Regions from separate parts of the Sus scrofa genome. Here regions 2 and 3 are each linked to region 1. Evidence: chromatin contacts called from public HiChIP or PLAC-seq data. All regions are on one chromosome and are shown on one strand. The core of a region is the stretch at or near the end of the contact, and the rest is flanking DNA. Distances in the headings are between cores, read along the strand shown.

Region 1 (3,005 bases), core at 220-2,719:
TAGTTATGTATTTTAAATATATCACTTACTGATCACTTGTCACTATGACCTTAGCAAAGAAACTTAATTCTAAATCACAGATTTCTTATCTATAAAATGAGAACAGCAAGAGTAAGCACACAATATTACCTACTTAATATCTCCCTTTCAGGACTTCCCGTTGTGGCTTAGAGGGTTAGATCCTGACTAGTATCCATGAGGATGCGGGTTCCATCCCTGGCCTCGCTCAGTGGGTCAAGGATCCAAAGTTGCCACAAGCTGTGGTGTAGGTCGCAGACATGGCTCAGACAACACAGTGTAGGCTGGCAGCTGCAGCTTTGATTAGATCCCTGGCCTGGGAACTTCCATATGCTACAGGTGCTGCCCTAAAAAGTAAATGTCTCCCTTTCCGCCCAAGCTCAAGTTCCAACTCCACGATGCGGTCTGTGTTTCCTTCAGCTTTCTGAAGGAAAGTCAATTTAAGTCAGTTTACAGCCTTGCCATAGACTTGACTCCTCAACCAAGCAGCAGCCTCGGTATGACAAGAGCGAGCTGCTAGATCTATCTTTCAGCACCCAACTCCTTGTCAAACTTCCTAATAACACAAATCCACAAACTCTGCCCCCCCTCCCCCTCCGCTCCCAAGCAGCCCAAACTCAGAAGCCGACATACACACGACTTGTTCCGGAGGTCCTTGGTCTTGGCCTTTGTTAAAGCCTCCGCGGCCGCCCCCACGTCCAAATCCTCCTCTGCCGCCGCCGCCTCTGAAATTACCGCCGCCTCCACCTCGGAAGTGGTTGTTGCCGCTGCCGCCGCGACCGAAGCCGCCACCTCGATTAAAGCCTCCACGACCCCCGCCTCGAAAAGACATGCTTGCTCCTACCTAGAGAGAAAAACAGTGCATGCTTTTCGGTTGCTATGGCCTCTGGGTACACCAACTAACCCCTCTAGGCTTCGGTCAGAAGCTATAGAGAAACAACAATAATAAGCAACCCGCCACCTCAGCCACGGCTGGGCAGCCCGTGACCAGCCGAAAGGATGTCACCTCCCCGTAGCCCTGTGAGCGCCAGCAGACCACGCACCAGCCCCGTCGCCCCCGGTGAGTACCTCCTCCCCCAGCAAGCAGCAAGTTCTTCAGCCACATCCCCTCCCTCCCTCTGCTGGGTTCAGGGTCCAGCATTCTCGGACTACCCGCCACTCACCGGCGCCACGTGCACCTCAGGGCTGGGCGCGCACACCCACCCGCCCGGTACTTCCGCCGCGCACGAGCCTCTTCGGCCGCCGTACGGGCACAAAATAGGGGGGCAGGAAAACTGACTAGAAATTCGAAAAACGGGTGTGCAAAACCAGCCAGTCTCCAACAGAACCAGAGACGCTGTCACCTGTCCGAAACAGCCTTCAGCTCTGGACGAGTATCAGTAATATCTAACGTCAACCGCTAGTTTACGACAGCAAGGTCCACTTGCCTAATGGGAGCAGAGGAAGTGACGTAAAATAGCGGCGTCCTTTGCGGCATGACGTTACTCGCCGGAACTTCTGCCCCGCGAGGTTGCCCTTGGCGATGGTTGGCATCAGGCACCGCCCCTCTCCCAGTGGCGAGGCGGGCTTGCAGTGGGAGCCAGTTGTCCTTGTGTCCTGGTTTCTCTGGCTATGTTGCGGTCCCCTTGTTGCTCACTTGGTTGAGACTCTAGCAACTACGCTGTCCAGGGCTCTGAGCCGCGCTTTGCTGGGAGGTGGATTTGGCTGCGACGGAACCCAGTGGAAGGACTTGCCTGCGTTCTTTAGTGCCGCTTGTTCCGATTTTTTGAAGTACGCAAGACTGTGAGCTGTGCTGCACCCGTCGTTCACTGTGGTTTCACTAAAGGAAGAAAAAAATGCGTGTGTGTGTGTGTATTTTAAAAGAAACTGTGTTATCTGATATAGCCAGGCCATATTTATATCTTTTGTATTAGAGAGTTTTTTACTTTGTCAAATACGTTTTGACCACAGTCGGTACACTATACTACAAGTCCCTCTCCCCTTCTATCTTTAAGCCTTTGAAATCTGACTTGACCTTCCGCTAGAATTTCTCTACCAAAGAAAGCTAGCGTCTATTTATTAAATTTCGTTGGTTTCTTTTCATTGAATCGTCTGAGACCTTACCTTAATATTTAACAGTCAGCCTCTTTTTTGAAAGAATGGGATCAGTACCATTTTCAGAGGGTAATTTACATTGTGGAAGAACTTAGTAAACTTAACTATGGAAGTATAGAATTAGTTTGTCTTACACACTGAAGTATAAGCTTCTTGAGAAAGCACCTAGTTTGGTAGACGAATTTTTATTCAGATTTGATAAATGTACTTTAAATTCTATACATCATACAGATGTAGAATTATTCATATGTTCAGTGTTTTATCTCCATCCGGTGTCCCACTTTTATCTCCAACTCAGTGTGACGAGACCATTGAACTTTTATGGGACCTTCAAGAATACACGGTGCCCTTTTATTTTGCATGTAAATGAGGTAACTTTCTCATCTCGTTAGAGGGACAAACTAGAAACATGGATTCTCACAGTTCTTGATCCCTTTTCTGCACCGCCATTGCAAGCTCACTCCTTCCTCTTCCAGATTATTCATCATTCCAATTCCCTGTTTGTCCTCATGGTAGCATCATACTCTTGGTTTCCAAATCTTTGGACTCAAACCTTTGAGCACTCCTCTGTCATCGTTGTCATCATTCCACCCAACCTTGGCTTTGAAGTCTCTTTTTTCTGAAACTATCAATTTCTACTGATTCCTTCTAGCTTTGTACAGTCATCACAGGCCTTCTTTTGTCACTGTTATTCCTTCCCTAAATCACCCAATATAATCTACAACAACTCAGGTCCAGAAATAATAGTAGTGAACTACAACATCCTCACATTCTGAGCATCTTTATTGTCTCAAAATAAATGGTTCTGGGCTTAACTTTTCTTCCTCCCATCTCTACTGCACGTGATGACATACTGAACTTATTACAAGTTTCTTCATTCCATAGCCACCCTC
Region 2 (3,005 bases), core at 304-2,803, 1.1 Mb after region 1:
CTTACAAGCAGGATTTCATACTTTACAACTACAATTGGCTCTCCCTACCTGCAGGTTCTCTATCTGCAAATTAAACCAACCATGGATCAAAAACATTCAGGGAAAAAAATTTCAGAACTTCCAAAAAGCAAAACTTGAATTTGTCATGTGCTCACGACTATTTACATAGCCACTTACATTGTATTACGTGTAATATGTAATCTAGAAATGATTTAAAGAGAGAACAAAAAACACAAAATAAAGTGTATGGGAGGACTTTAGATAAAAGACCTGAGCATTAATAGATTTTGACCTACTCAGGGGCCTTGGAACAATCCTCCAAGATACTGAGGGATAGCCATACTTATATAAATTAATTAAATGTGGCAGGGGCTGATATTCTGATTATTAGGCCTTCCCCTCCAAGAGTCTGATTCTGTTTGGAACAGTGTCCAGAAAAGTGCAAATCTTAAAAATCCTGGAATTAAAGGAAAAGCATGCCATTTTCGGGGACCACAAAGTCCACGGGCTAACAGACACAAATGTCACTAGGATTAAACGACAACAGGAGTTCTGCCCACCGCAATAGCTACTCAGGGTTCAGTGTTTTGCCCCAAAGAGACATCTGGGTCAAGTTAAGTGCCATTTAATACTAATTCTGGTATTGGCCCAAGTGTCTCTGAATTATGACATCTGTTTTGTTTTTCTTTATCAACTAGAAATAATACTGAATGATGATGTTTAGCAAATCGGTTACATAGGTACACATGAGCGACTCATTTTCCAGTGAACTACCCAAAACATAAGCAAGACTTTAATCAACCTAGTTTATGTCAAATCTTGTCACCTTTCTTCACAGCATGTTACTTAAAAAAAAAACAGCCTGCATCTGTTGTTACAAGCTCCTTACTAACATTACACTGGGAACTGTCAGACACCAAAACCGACATGGAAAGCTAATGCAATAGTGACCCAATTAGCCGTTTCCTTCTACAAAATCAAGACAGAAAACTCCCTATTAAAACACTGGCTTTGGGAAAAAAAACCTCGATTTTGAAAGGATCAGAAGATGCTGGTCGTCCCGCAGGACAACCCCCGCCCCTCGCCAAAGCCTGGAGAACAGCTACCCGATCGGGGTTAACACGAGAGCGTAATTATGAGAACGTGCAGCGATTTCAGAGTCCACCAGCCAAACAACAACTCGTTCGTCTCCGAGCTCCCCTTCGCAGTATTCGCTGGACTGCGACTGCGCAGGCGGCAAAGCCACGGGTGGTGAGCTCGGGTCACCTACTGCTCCGGAGGGGAGATAGGGAATCGAGAGGTGTCTGAAGCTAAAAGCCGAGAAATTGTTCATCACCAGCCTCCCACCTAAGCCTTTACTCCCACGCCAACTCAAAAAACTGTGCCTGGGAGATCCTGACTCCTATAAGTCCCTGGATGGCGGCCGATTGCAAAGGCAGTAGCGATAAGAAAAAGAGAAGAGCAACCATACCTGTGGATACCGTCCCCGGAAGAGGAAAGGGAAGGTCTCGCGAGCGCAAAGGTCAAATACGACTGCGCATGACAGGAAGTTACATCAGAGGAAGAGGCGTGATGGAGAGAACGACGTCGCCATGTTGTACGGAAGCTACGCAGCTCCATACAGTGGGCGGGGATTCATAGCGCTGTTGGGTTGTACGGCAAGCGCCTCCTTGGAGCGGGATGCGCCCCAGCCATCCCCAACAGCGCCACACAAAGATCTCTCAGCAATCGCTGTAGAAGCAAAATATTGAGGGAGCTGCGAAGCGCAGAGGTGGGACAAAATCAACTATTTTTCCGTTCTCAAGTGCGCTGCAACACGTTTAGCCAAAAGAGCGCCAGCTTTTGAGTTAGACCTGGGTTTAAATCTCTATTTTGACACATATCATTAGATAACTTTTCAGGAATTACTGTCTTTAACCGTTTCTTATTTTTCGTTGTCATTCATCCAAAGCACAAGCTTTACGAATTAGGATTTTAACCCAGTATTTGCTAGTTATCAGTTGCGTTACATTGGGCGAGTCCTTAAATCTCTAAAGAGGAACGTATTCGTAACTACCATGCAGAGTTGGGTCGTGATCAAAGGCATCATGAAGTTCAAGCACTTAGCGCAGTGTCTTGTAGAGTGAGTGTTCAATAAATGGTGGCTAATCTTATGATTATGTACAAAGGGTTTCTAGAGGCTTCACTTGTGTGGTAACGTCTGATCTGGGCCTTAAAGATGAGGAGGAAGAAAAAAGAAAAACCTCTAAAATAGCATGTAAATGTTTACATTAAGTGTCTATCTGCATTTTTCAGAGGACAGGGGAAAATATCCTTAGGTTTCATTATATTGTTAAAGGGGTTCGTGACCTCCAAAAAAGTAAAGAACACTTTCCCTGGGCTCTAAGGAAGAATGCTAAAAAGGGTCTTTACATTTTTAATCTTAGATTAGGCTCCCTGGAAACATATTGAGAGAGAGTTATATGCTGGTGTATTCAGGAGTGCTCTTAAAAAATACACCTGTTGGGAAGTGAGCAAGGTAGGATCAGAGGACCCACACTGTAGATGAAACCGAGGCTTCAGCTATTCCAGCAGAGAGCTCTGTATTGGGGATGGCTCCTCACAGCTGTCCCAAACTGGCAAGGAAACTGGGCCTTTGCGTTCCCACATCAGACAGTCTTTGGTCCGGCTGCTCCCTATTTACAGGTGTGGCAGCTTCCTGAAACTGAGAACAGTGTCCTGTGACCCAGTCAATATCCTTGGCCCAGAAGAGAGGATTTGCATAGAGCCGCCCAGTGGCCACTCAGGTCCCCTTCTAAGTGGGGCCTGTTCATTCCGTCGCGCCTCACATCAGTGCCACCTTTGTCACCACACCGGATGGAAGGCTCTGGTTATAGCCCTCCCCTGGCCGACTCTCACATAATTCCTTCTCCCCTGACTCTGTAGTTACTTCTTTCCTTCCCAATCTGTCACTTTTAGTTCTCGAGACTCCCTTTGTCGCTGTACCAGGTATTGAGATGGAGGCT
Region 3 (3,005 bases), core at 135-2,634, 1.0 Mb after region 1:
TGAAGCCTTATTTATTAAGAAAAAAAAAAAAAAAAAAAGCCACACTCACTTTAAATGGTTTATTTGATGCAGCACCTATTAAGGTGCTAAGCAAATGTTAATGCTAATGCAATGCTAGGACAGTATCTTATCAACATAAAAAATATGTGATATGTAATTTATTTAAATGAACATAAGGTAACTGTAGCTATTCTAGATTTGAGAGGAGGTTGAATCCAAAGGTTCATCCTAGAACTAAGCTCACATGATTTCAGATACTTCCTTCTTCAGTGCCAACTATTCTTAAAAATATGTATAAAAATGAAGAGGTCCACAACAATCCCTTAAAAGTAGAACTATCTGCTCTTGCTGTCCCTCATCTGTTGAGCTTTAATTTTATAATTTCCAAATTAAATACCCCACTTCCCCAAATCTGAAAGTGCAGTAGCAGTGTTGACTAAATCATGAAACTGCGGCTTGAAAGGGTGGTGGCTATGAAAAGACCGTAGCTGGATTGCCAACTCACCACTATACAAAGCGACGCCCCCTTTGCAAAGGGCAGGATAAGATGATTATGCAGAAGTGTTCGAAAGTAATGCTATTTTCCTTATTCTTTGAATTCTCAACTTCCGCTCTCTGATACGCTACCTTCTGCAAATCTCTTAGCTCAAATATGTATCAAAACTCCTTTCATATTTATTGCTGAGCGGGCCAAAAACAAGACCAAACTCTTAGTTTTGAGCTCACAAACCTAAGGACTGTCCAGTCTCTTCCAAGTTTCCAGAGACCGTGGACAAAGAGAAGGTAAAAGTGCCAAGACCTTTTGGCCAACCAAGGAGATAGAATGGGCCAGAAGAGATTTTCCCAGGGTCTTTGTCAAACGACTTAAGGCATGCAATAAAAAATACAACAATCTGGGCTTGAAAAATACATTATTCGACTCGGATGACTTGGCTAAGAGACCAGAAAAGGGATGGCAACGGGAGTGAGAACATTAATTCTCTCAAAATATAGGACAGGGCGTGAGGGCAAATAAACCTTCAGACCGTTAACACTTGGGACCCCAGAACTTCCCTCCACCCTCCGAAAAGATCGAGAGCAGAGCGATGCTTTCCCAGGCTGAGAGGCGACTGATCAGACGCGCCCCCGCCGGCTCTCCGCGCCTCGGCGCCTCTGGAGCCCCAGCCAGGCCGAGTTACCTCCGGTGATGAGGAAGTAAGACACCACCACCAGAGCGTACACAGTCATAGCCGACGGCATGTGCACCCAGGGCGGCTTCTTCAGCTTCAGGTTGGGGCATTCGAGCACTAAGAACGGGACTCGGTACAAAGTCTCCATGTTGGTGGCGGCAGGGACTGCTCTCGGCCTCAAGCCCCACGCGCCACCCGGAAATGGGCCCGCCCTCCCCTTCTCCGGCGCATGCGCGGGGAGGGAATGGCAGGTCTGCAAAGCTCAGTGGCAGTTTACACACTCATAGAAGAAAAGAAGAAACCATAAAAACAAATAAGTGTCATGACTTAAAACAATGTATCTTTTAATGTCTTGAAACAAAACAATTTCGTGAAGCAAAAATTTAAATTAAAAGCTCGGTTATTTCCAGTTAATAAGCAGGTGATTTATGTACCTTCACGGACCTGCAGGGCTTCAGACGTGGCCAAGCGAGAGGAGGAGAGGGAACGGAATCCGCCTGAGCCCCGCCCACTTGCTGACGCTAGGGATTTGGAAGCTGATTGGACGCGGGACGCTCTAGTTTCCCAGAGCCAGAGGATGAATGAAGAGGTTGGGAAATCTCTGCTTTTCTTATTAGCGGGTTTTTCAAGAGCTTGAGAAAGCCCTAGGTTGCTGAGCTTTTACTTCCTGATGTGGCAGTGGTGATAGCAATAACAGTTGTTGGAGTTCCCGCTGTGGCGCAAAAGGATCAGGGTCTCAGGAGAGCTGGGATGCAGGTTCGATCGGCCAGCCAGGCACAGTGTTAGGGAGCTGGCGTTGGCACAGCTGCGGCTTAGGTCACAACTGCAGATCGGATCTGACCCCTGGCCCAAGAACTCCATATGCCGCGGGGCGGCCAAAAAAGGAAAAAAATAAAAATAACAATTGTTCACTCTAATCGCTAAATTAATATAAAATTTAAAAATATATATCCAGTTTAGATCTCTCACAAAGGTCAAGAAGACAGCTCTACAAGATGCCTAACGTGGATAACTTGACACGACCAAAATACTATTTTAAATAACCTGTGCCCTCCCCTGTTTTCGTAAATGCTAAAATCTTTCGGGTTGAAAATCTTGAAATCATCCGGGTTTCTCTCTTTATTAAACATCCATATCCAAAATATCAGCAGGCCTTTTGGGCTGTACTATTAAAAATATCTTTAATTCATCCACTACTTTCCATTCCATATTTACCAGTCTATTGGAAGCCACTATCATCTCTTGCCTGAGCTATGTTTATATTCCAAGTGGAAGAAATGACATGAAAGAGAATTTGTCTTTAGGGATAGACTAGATAGCCTAAACAAGTTTTTTGCTTTCTGTTTAGTTTTTCTTTTCGGTATACTCTCTTAAGATTCTGCAAGTATCTGTTTCCTTTTAGAATAAGCGTTCAAATGACTGATTATATAAATCCAGACTGATAGTTTTATTTTTGAGCCAATGATTATATAAATAAAGACTGATACTTTTATTAGTGAGCCAATGTTTTGTGCTCTCTGTTTGTTACTGAGCTCAGGGTTTTTTACAGGATGGAATGCTTTGGTTCTGTACTTTCAGTTAGTGATTCAATTACTGAGAAATTGTTTAAATACCATAATAATAAAAATATTTATAAAACATTGCAGCATTTAATTCTAAATACAGACTGCCCTTACTGTTCAATAGTGAGCATTTCTCTAGGGTCTTAGTGTGTATTAAGGAAGGTACATTCATCTTAGTTTATAAGAGGGTCACTAATAACACCAGTAATGAAGTGTATTTATATAGGAAGTTTTCCTGGGGACTATAAAACACACTGTTTCTGAAATTCCTATA

Evidence for each region. HiChIP or PLAC-seq counts read pairs in DNA pulled down with a chosen protein or histone mark.
Region 2: an H3K27ac HiChIP or PLAC-seq map of skeletal muscle shows a contact between it and region 1, with 11 times the contacts expected there. The contact joins the promoter of RPL34 here to the promoter of GAR1 in region 1. A contact is called at or near these places in 2 of 47 Hi-C or Micro-C datasets (fetal heart ventricle and skeletal muscle) and 2 of 2 datasets of contacts at active chromatin or transcription factors (alveolar macrophages and skeletal muscle).
Region 3: an H3K27ac HiChIP or PLAC-seq map of alveolar macrophages shows a contact between it and region 1. The contact joins the promoter of OSTC here to the promoter of GAR1 in region 1. A contact is called at or near these places in 1 of 5 promoter capture datasets (liver), 3 of 47 Hi-C or Micro-C datasets (embryonic fibroblasts, fibroblasts and subcutaneous adipose tissue) and 2 of 2 datasets of contacts at active chromatin or transcription factors (alveolar macrophages and skeletal muscle).

What each region holds. Positions count from the first base shown.
Region 1 is chr8:112,412,808-112,415,812 of Sscrofa11.1, forward strand. GAR1 (H/ACA ribonucleoprotein complex subunit 1) reads right to left here and starts at 1,470. Exons shown (of 7, transcript XM_003129252.3): 1 at 1,182-1,470; 2 at 652-862. The coding sequence starts at 850. It overlaps LOC102157627, which reads left to right and starts at 1,508. Exons shown (of 2, transcript XR_001304070.2): 1 at 1,508-1,788.
Region 2 is chr8:113,470,505-113,473,509 of Sscrofa11.1, forward strand. It overlaps RPL34 (60S ribosomal protein L34), which reads right to left and starts at 1,554. Exons shown (of 5, transcript XM_005666943.3): 1 at 1,472-1,554. LOC102161553 (a long non-coding RNA gene) reads left to right here and starts at 1,611. Exons shown (of 6, transcript XR_002346833.1): 1 at 1,611-1,771.
Region 3 is chr8:113,445,812-113,448,816 of Sscrofa11.1, forward strand. It overlaps OSTC (oligosaccharyltransferase complex subunit OSTC), which reads right to left and starts at 1,385. Exons shown (of 4, transcript XM_003129258.4): 1 at 1,179-1,385. The coding sequence starts at 1,317.